Linked DNA regions of Rattus norvegicus: region 1 is linked to region 2. The links are chromatin contacts, called in public HiChIP or PLAC-seq maps. All regions are on one chromosome and are shown on one strand. Each heading gives the region's core, a stretch centred on a gene start, on an enhancer-like site or on the middle of the called end of the contact. The rest is flanking DNA. Distances are from core to core; before and after follow the strand shown.

Region 1 (3,937 bases), core at 743-3,242, 230 kb before region 2:
TCTTTGCAGAGATTCCCACTGAAATTTTGTGAACATTATTTTAATTGCGTCTGGCCTTTCACTCCACATACAATATCTACAGTTAATGCAAGGAATGAGTGAAGTTCAGCAGTGAGTTGGACTAATTTCTTGTTCATTACTTCCCTATGCATCTCACGTCAACATCCCAGCTTAACTTTGCCCTTTTTCTTGAATATTCTCTAGGGATTATTTTCTTCAGAGGGTATGGGTTGTACCTTTCCTGAGTTCATTCATCTCTATAAAGATCTTTATTTCATTCTCACTTTCTAATGAAATTTTAGTTATAGAGTTCTAGACTTGAAGTAGTTTTCATCCAGTAAAATTTTATCTTTCATGTAGCTACTGCAGTGGTTCATGAAAAAACCTGATTGACTTTGTAGACAGGTGAAGTTTTTTTTTTTTCTTTTCCTAGATGTTTGCCCCTCCACTCCCAGCTGAGGTGTTGCAATTCCTCTCTTTGGCTATTGTTTTAACATTTAATTTTTTGGGAGTGTTGCCTTACTTTATTTCTAATAACCGTTTTTTGTTTGTTTTTTTTTTAAATTTGTTTCCTCTAAAACATCCAAGAGCTCACTGTTAAAGCTGTTGGGGTCTGTTCTCCATGATTCTTGACCTTCAAAAACTTGAATTCCTTCTCTGCTGTTTTCTGGGGAAATTCTTGGTCCCAAATCTTCAGACCACTCTTCCTCTTTCCAGTTGTGCCAGTTTTATAATTCAATCGACTATTCATTTTCGTCTGTTAATTAATGGCCCTGTTAAAGCATTTCCTTGATCTTTAGTTTGCATGGATAAAATGGATAAATGGATTAAAACTCCATTTATCTCTGTAGGTTGAGATTTTCTTCTCTTTAAACCCCTGTTCTGCTGTCAGTCACTTAATTGTTCATTGGACATAGGATCCGAATTTGCAGTTCCTCATCACAGTGATGGCTTGCCTCAGATCTTCCGGGGAGAGTGGGTGGACAATCCATCTTTGCAGCCAAGTTGCTATGTTTATCTCCACCCTATTGGCTGCTACCACCTGGTAGAAAGGAAGAGAGGAGCTTTGTCTTGGATGTACTTCCCCTTTCTTTCCAAGGAGGCCTGAGAAGGAATGAGACATATGTCTGGACAGCTTTAAGGGATGACCTCAGCTCTGGTATGGGTGCCCTCCCACTACATATTACCAGTGTGTCTAACTTCTTCATTTTTAAAATCTGAATTCTTACAGTGTTTTTGCCTAGAGGCAAGCACCTCTGGAATGGCCAGGTACTCTTCAGGGGAAAGGGACGGAAGTCAGACTGATGCTTCCCCACAACGCCAGGTATGTCCCTCTGTCTACTCTTCTTTGTAGCCACCCTTGATTGGGAAGTGAACATTTTCTAGAGTGTTCCTCCATGGGAGAAGCTATACTCCCCACATTCATAGTAATCCCTCTGCTTTCTGATTTTTAAGGAACTCATTACCGCTTCTAGAAAGACCAAGGGCTTGATTTTGTTAGTTTGGAGTCTCATTTTGGATTTAGTTTAAAAAAGAAATCATTCTCTGTGGGGCTTTCAGATTTAGTATGGGAAAAGAAGCTGCAGAGAGGTCGTGTCTTGTAACAAAAATCAGTGTTGCTTTATTGGAAGGCAGAGTCCTCTGGCCCTCACATTCTCCTCCTTCTGTTCAACCCTCCAATTGAGAGAAAGAAACAGTGACAGAGATGAACTTGGAGAGTCCTTTGAGAGACGCATTTCAGGAAGGGGCACCTCTTCAGTAGCTTGGGACTGTTTATCCTATTTACATGTCTTGTAATGACAGGTGCCACCTGCAGCAAAGGAACAAAGGAGGTCTTTTTCAGAAGTATGGGACAGAACCAGAAGCTCAGCTATAGACAAACCCCAGCTGGCTTCTTTTCACCCTGTCAATAAAAGGCCCTGTGCTTGCACTGTGGCTCCATTATCCGCTGCAGCTTCAACGCCAGGACAGGCTCCTCCTACCTCCGTCGCTGACAGCCGCTCTTCAGCTGAGCCCCGCTTCCTGGTGCAAAGGCAGCTGCGCACACTCCACATGGTCTTGGAGTGTCTTCTTCTTTCCTCAGACTTGCCGAGGGCAGCAAGACATTTCTTTCAAGAGTGCTGCTCCAAAGCAGGCCCAGAGTCTGGCTTTCTGGCTTGTCATCTCAGTATTCTTTTACCTCTAGACTCACTTTTCACTTTTCATCTTAGAGATACCACGACAATCGTCAATAAGCAACCCTGGAGCGAGGCCTTGAGTCCCTTGGACACAGCTGGAAAAGTTCATATTCTAGGCAGGTGTCCCTGCAGAAGGGTGAGTTCCCGCGCGGAGTGGACAGCTACGGTTCTTTCCTATATCCTGGTAACAGCAATCCATACTCCTTTGAGAAAGTACGACTTCTCTCTTACAGTGTGACTTTGGAGAGATCTATCAGCAATCCAAGAGTTGTGTGTTTGCCATGTTAGCCAGACTAGCTCAATGTCTCCAGTCATAGAGGCAATTAAATGGTGGTCTTGGAGTGGGCCTGTGAGGTGAGTCCTCCCTCAGGGTTGATGACAATGAAGCAACACTGTTTGCTGAGTGATAGGGTCCTTCTCATTCAAGCCAACAGTGTGCTTATGTATGGGGATGGGTCTAATTGGGTTATGGTAAGAGAAATCCAGCAGATCAGCTTTTTACCAGGACACAAGAAGAAGCTGGCAGCCACTGTCAGGAAGGGGGACCTTCCTAGAACTGACCGCACTGGCACACTGTCTCAGACTGGTGGCTTCCAGAATAGTGAGACACCAATTTCTGTCCCTTCAGCCACTCAGCCTGTGGGTCTTTGTTGTAGCAACCAGAAGGGATTAAGATAAACAGTGGGGGAGACATTTTTCTTTCAGCTCCATCGTCCTCCGTGAGGATGTAAGCATGATGCTGCCTTCCCAGGCTACCTGCTTCTCCTACCCACATCACACATCTCACGTTCTCACACACAAGAAGCTCCTACAGAGGTGAAATGGCGTTGATATTAGGGAGGGAGAGTCAAGAGAAATGAAGGGACTCAGGCAGAGCAATGATGAGCACGCACATGCGCGCGCGCACACACACACACACACACACACACACACACACACACACACACTATTTGCATATGGTTTGTAACTAAAGAACTCCTTTAACTACTTGCCTTCTTTTGTTCCTAGGAAATGCTTAGTTAGTTTTCCTCCAGGAACTAACCCAAGGTTCTGAATTCCTCCAGACACTATAAGGGTCCCAGCACACTGTAAGAGACTTATAGACAGCCTTGCCAAGGTTATTTGTTTTGACTTCTTCTTCCTTTTTAATCTGTTAGATTGTGAGTTCTTTGAAAGCAATGATGTGTGTCTAACTCATGTCTAAAGCAGGCAGGGCTAGATATTGGGCAGAGTATTTTAGCCACCATGAGAGAAGCCCTGGTGTAAGCGTGGGGTGGGTCAGAAGGTATTTTTTTCATTAAGAAAGCTTACTTCTGATATCAAATCATGTATCACTGTCTTCCAAGTCTGTTCCCTGATGGAAGTTTTCTCATTGCCTTTCAGCAGCAGGAAGAGATCTAGACTGTTCTTTATCATTTCAATGTTTTAGACTATAATTATTTTATGCATAACAATGGCTTTCATTAGGATGTTTTTGTACACATACAGAATCTATTCCAGTCCTCTCAGCTTTTGTTCCATTACCTTCTCCTGTGCTCTTCTTACTCTCATATGTTCCTTCCCTCTTTCTAACTAGACCTCCCTCATGGTACCTTTTGGTACATATGATTCAGTGAGGTTAGGGTCATGTAGAGGAATATGGGCAGGCACCTGTTAAGAGGAGCATGTGCACCTTACCAGCAGACACCACTGAAGAAGTTGTCTGTCTTTCCCCATCAAGTATTATCTGCTTATACATTCCAAGAAAGGATGTTGTTCAA
Region 2 (3,547 bases), core at 956-3,455:
ATTCAGAAAAGTAATTTCACAGGAAAGTAACACGGAGTGATGTCCTGGGTATTCATTTTCAGAGCCAATCTTACAAAGTCAATTTGTGCTGCCAGGAGCAGGGGCGACATGAAAAGGTGCAGATGTTGTGTATCTGGGCTTACTCCTTCCCATTCCCCCCTTTGCAGGATGCTCTGGACACCCCACAAGCATTTGAAAAGAATTGCCTGACGTTAAAAACAAAACACGCTGTGGACTCCCTTAATAACATCACCCGATGCAACGCAGAGGCATCTATCCTGAGCCCAGAACTGGATTATGGCTTCATCCCTTCTGCCCTCTGGTAAAAGTCATATCGCCATAACCATCACAATCATTCTGCTTACTTTCTCCCTGTTGTTTGAGAAATTAGAGGAGAAAGCCGCGAGTCTAAGGTGAAAGATGAGGAGATGAGGTACTGTCTCCGGTAGTTCTGTGGAGATAAAAAGCTAATCCCGATCAAACCAAGGCTGAAATCCTCCCAGCCCACACCAAGTCAAGGTCAGACACCATTAGCCAATCAAGTAGGAAGCGGATAGGTTTTCTGAATTGAATGAGAAACAGACAGAGCGGCTGGCTGAGGTAGACAGAGAATAGAAGTGAGGGAAAGAGTGGAGAAAGAAGGAGAAAAGGCCCCTGGTAGAGAGGAACAGATGGACCGACAGTGAATGGGACAAAGATGGGAAGGGTGGGGGTGAGAGGAGGAGTAGCCTTTCCTTCTAGTTATGCTTCTTGACAGATTTCAGTATCCAAAGTGAGGGGAGAAAAACATCTTGAGAAACATCTTGAAAGGTTTGCATCCGGCATTTGGGGGTGGGCTGGAGAACCAGGTCCAGCTGCCAATGGAGGGCTTCCTTGGAGTCTGCAAGGCAGCAGCTTGGCCTAACCTTGAGGACAACGGTGTTTATTTGTGATGGAAAGATAAGCGAGACAGCCAGGCTCCACCCCTCAGTCCCATGGAAGCCGAGTGGGCACTGCCTCGAACAAAGAGCACAGTAAGGCTACAAGCATTTGGTTTTGATTAAGGGATATTCAGGACTGTAAAGTCCTATTAAAATAAGCACAAAAACATTTTAAAGGGCCATCCTCCCTCCTTCTCTTTCTCTCCCCGCAACCACCTCGATTTATATTGTTAATCTTTCTTCCTGGACGGCTCCTCACAAATGCCTTTTGTTTTCTTGTGTGATTTCTACGTGCCAGGACTCTAAGCAAGGGAGCAACGAGGTCCTGTTCTGGCATGCTTTCAAGTTTCTTCCATAGGAGATGAAGGCTTGTTACTATGCCTTCAAGGGTATAGATTTAGAGGCTGCCAAACTGTCCGGAGGTAATTCAAATGCCGGGAAATGTTGGAACCCACCCTGGCCTCCTGCTCCTATGAGTGCCCTGGCACTTACCCTACTCAGAGGAAACGAAACCAATTTGGGAACGTGAAGAGAGAATAAACAGGCAATTAAAATGGCCATCTCTCCTGGTTTCTTCCTTTAGCTCCCCGCTACACACACTTTTCCTTTAACACTGCATCCCAGGCTGTAAGCTTACGATGAAATGGGCCTGGTTAATTATAACAACTTAGGAAAGATTGCTGTCTTTTCACCACAGTGACTATTGGGAGCTTTGAGTCTTTGGCGGGGAGGGAGTGGTAGAGGTGGGGGGCTTTCTAAGATTGGAGAGAGAGGTAGATAAACTTCAAGCAAAGCCATCATTTTGGAAGAACCGCTATTTTTATATTGTTTTGCAAACCCTTCACCAGAGTGAGCATCGCAGAAATGGTACTTTCAATTTCTCTATCTTCCTCCTTTATACATAGACAAATAAAAATGAATCTTTCCAGAGGCAGGATGTTCGCCAATTCTATATGCTCTTCAGATGGCTTGTTTTTATGCAGCTTAAAGCATAACCTATCATTTTTATTCAAAACTCCATCTACTGAGTTCTCTCTCTCTCTCTCTCTCTCTCTCTCTCTCTCTCTCTCTCTCTCTCTCTCTCTCTCTCTCTCTCCCCCCCCCCCCCAAGCCTTAAACATCAAGAAGCCCAGCTACATGTTTTGTTCCAGAGACTGCTAAAGACCAAATGATGCCGATAGCACACCCATCTGGCTTGTTTTCAGATCCTCAGAGAAGGGCTTCAGAGAGCCCCCTCCAGTGGGAGGAACTAGGTGACTGGGAATAAGCCTTGTCTTTGTTTGCGATCAGCTTCTTGCGTTCATCTCAGGAAGACTCTTTAATATCCACGGGGAAATCTACCTCTAAATGAAGCCCGCCTAGCAAACAGGAGCGTGGTTGTCGGTGCTTTGAAATCTTTACACTGAAGATTCGGTTTCAGTGTGAAGAAAACATTAGCATCTCACGTCTCTCTTCGTCTTTTTTTTTTGTCTGCTTCCCCATTCCTTTTACTTAATTCTAAACACTGAGTGGATTTTTGTATGCTCCATCCTCGAAGCAGATGCTAAAAAAAAAAAAAAATAGCAGCCAACCTGTACATGCAAGGGGAATAGACTTCATGTCAGAGAAAAATTAAGACCTCGGCATCGCATTGTTTCCATAATCTAGATGCTGTGTGTGGAGAATAAATACCACAGGAATACCAAAGAGAAGCTCATGCGAGAGGGCAGGGATGAATATTGAAATCTATAAAATGACCAGTGTCCAAAATAGTAATAGTTCAGGGAAGTATTTTGACATCTAAACTGACCTCCATTCTCCTCGGATGCGAGCATGCTTGAATTAGTGGAACTGGTGTGAAGAAACACATCATTACCATGAATCTCAAGACCCTGCTCTCATCCCCCCCATTGTTCATAATTACCCATCCTTCCAATCCCAGAGTAAGAAGGGGATACAAGCACAAGAATTTGAGTCAGCGGCACCTGTATGGCCATCTTTGCTTGGTCACTTCCTGTCCCTGTAGTTTTAGGAGTCCAAGTGGATCTTTTTGGGCTTCCACAAGTAACCATAACAAGGGAAAACCAACCGATCCATGCTTGCAGAAGGGTAGAAAGGAGTACATGATAATAAATACAATAATGATCCTTAATATAGCTAATATTGCTAAACTGTATCAGTCACAGTTATAAAAGGTTGGCATTAGGATGGATAGTTGAGTTAATTTATGCAAATTAAGTAATATATTTAGGCTTAACTTGTGGTCAGTGTGCTTGGTCATTATAGTAATGACCCCAGTATCCTCATAATCACTATCTAAGTCTAGAATTGGTATTAGATATTTTTATGCAATTGAGGAAACTAAGTCACAAAAATAAATAACTTAGAGGATATTATATATAGGAAACACAGCTTTAGTAGACACTTTGGCTCCAAAGTCTATACTTTTAACCCAGTAGAGGCTCTCTAAAGTCTCTATAAAACATGATCTAAAATATATTGTGTATGTGTGCCTGCAAACACTAACACATAGTTGATTGCCTATATTAAATAATAAAGTATTCAGATTAAGTTTCTAGCTCCCAAATCAGCCATTCAAGTAAGGACTGAAAGTAGCAACTGGGAATTGGCCTCATTTCTATTCTAAA

Evidence for each region. HiChIP or PLAC-seq counts read pairs in DNA pulled down with a chosen protein or histone mark.
Region 1: an H3K27ac HiChIP or PLAC-seq map of oligodendrocytes shows a contact between it and region 2, with 4 times the contacts expected there. The contact joins two enhancer-like sites. A contact is called at or near these places in 1 of 12 Hi-C or Micro-C datasets (the A7r5 cell line) and 1 of 1 datasets of contacts at active chromatin or transcription factors (oligodendrocytes).

What each region holds. Positions count from the first base shown.
Region 1 is chr5:74,042,551-74,046,487 of GRCr8, reverse strand. No RefSeq gene overlaps it. Among named protein-coding and RNA genes, the nearest start is that of Zfp462, 420 kb to the left of the region's middle. Within about 2 kb of position 1,992, at least 14 of the 93 cell types and tissues checked have an H3K27ac peak or open chromatin away from gene starts, as enhancers often do.
Region 2 is chr5:73,813,784-73,817,330 of GRCr8, reverse strand. No RefSeq gene overlaps it. Among named protein-coding and RNA genes, the nearest start is that of Hint1l1, 380 kb to the right of the region's middle. Within about 2 kb of position 2,205, at least 2 of the 93 cell types and tissues checked have an H3K27ac peak or open chromatin away from gene starts, as enhancers often do.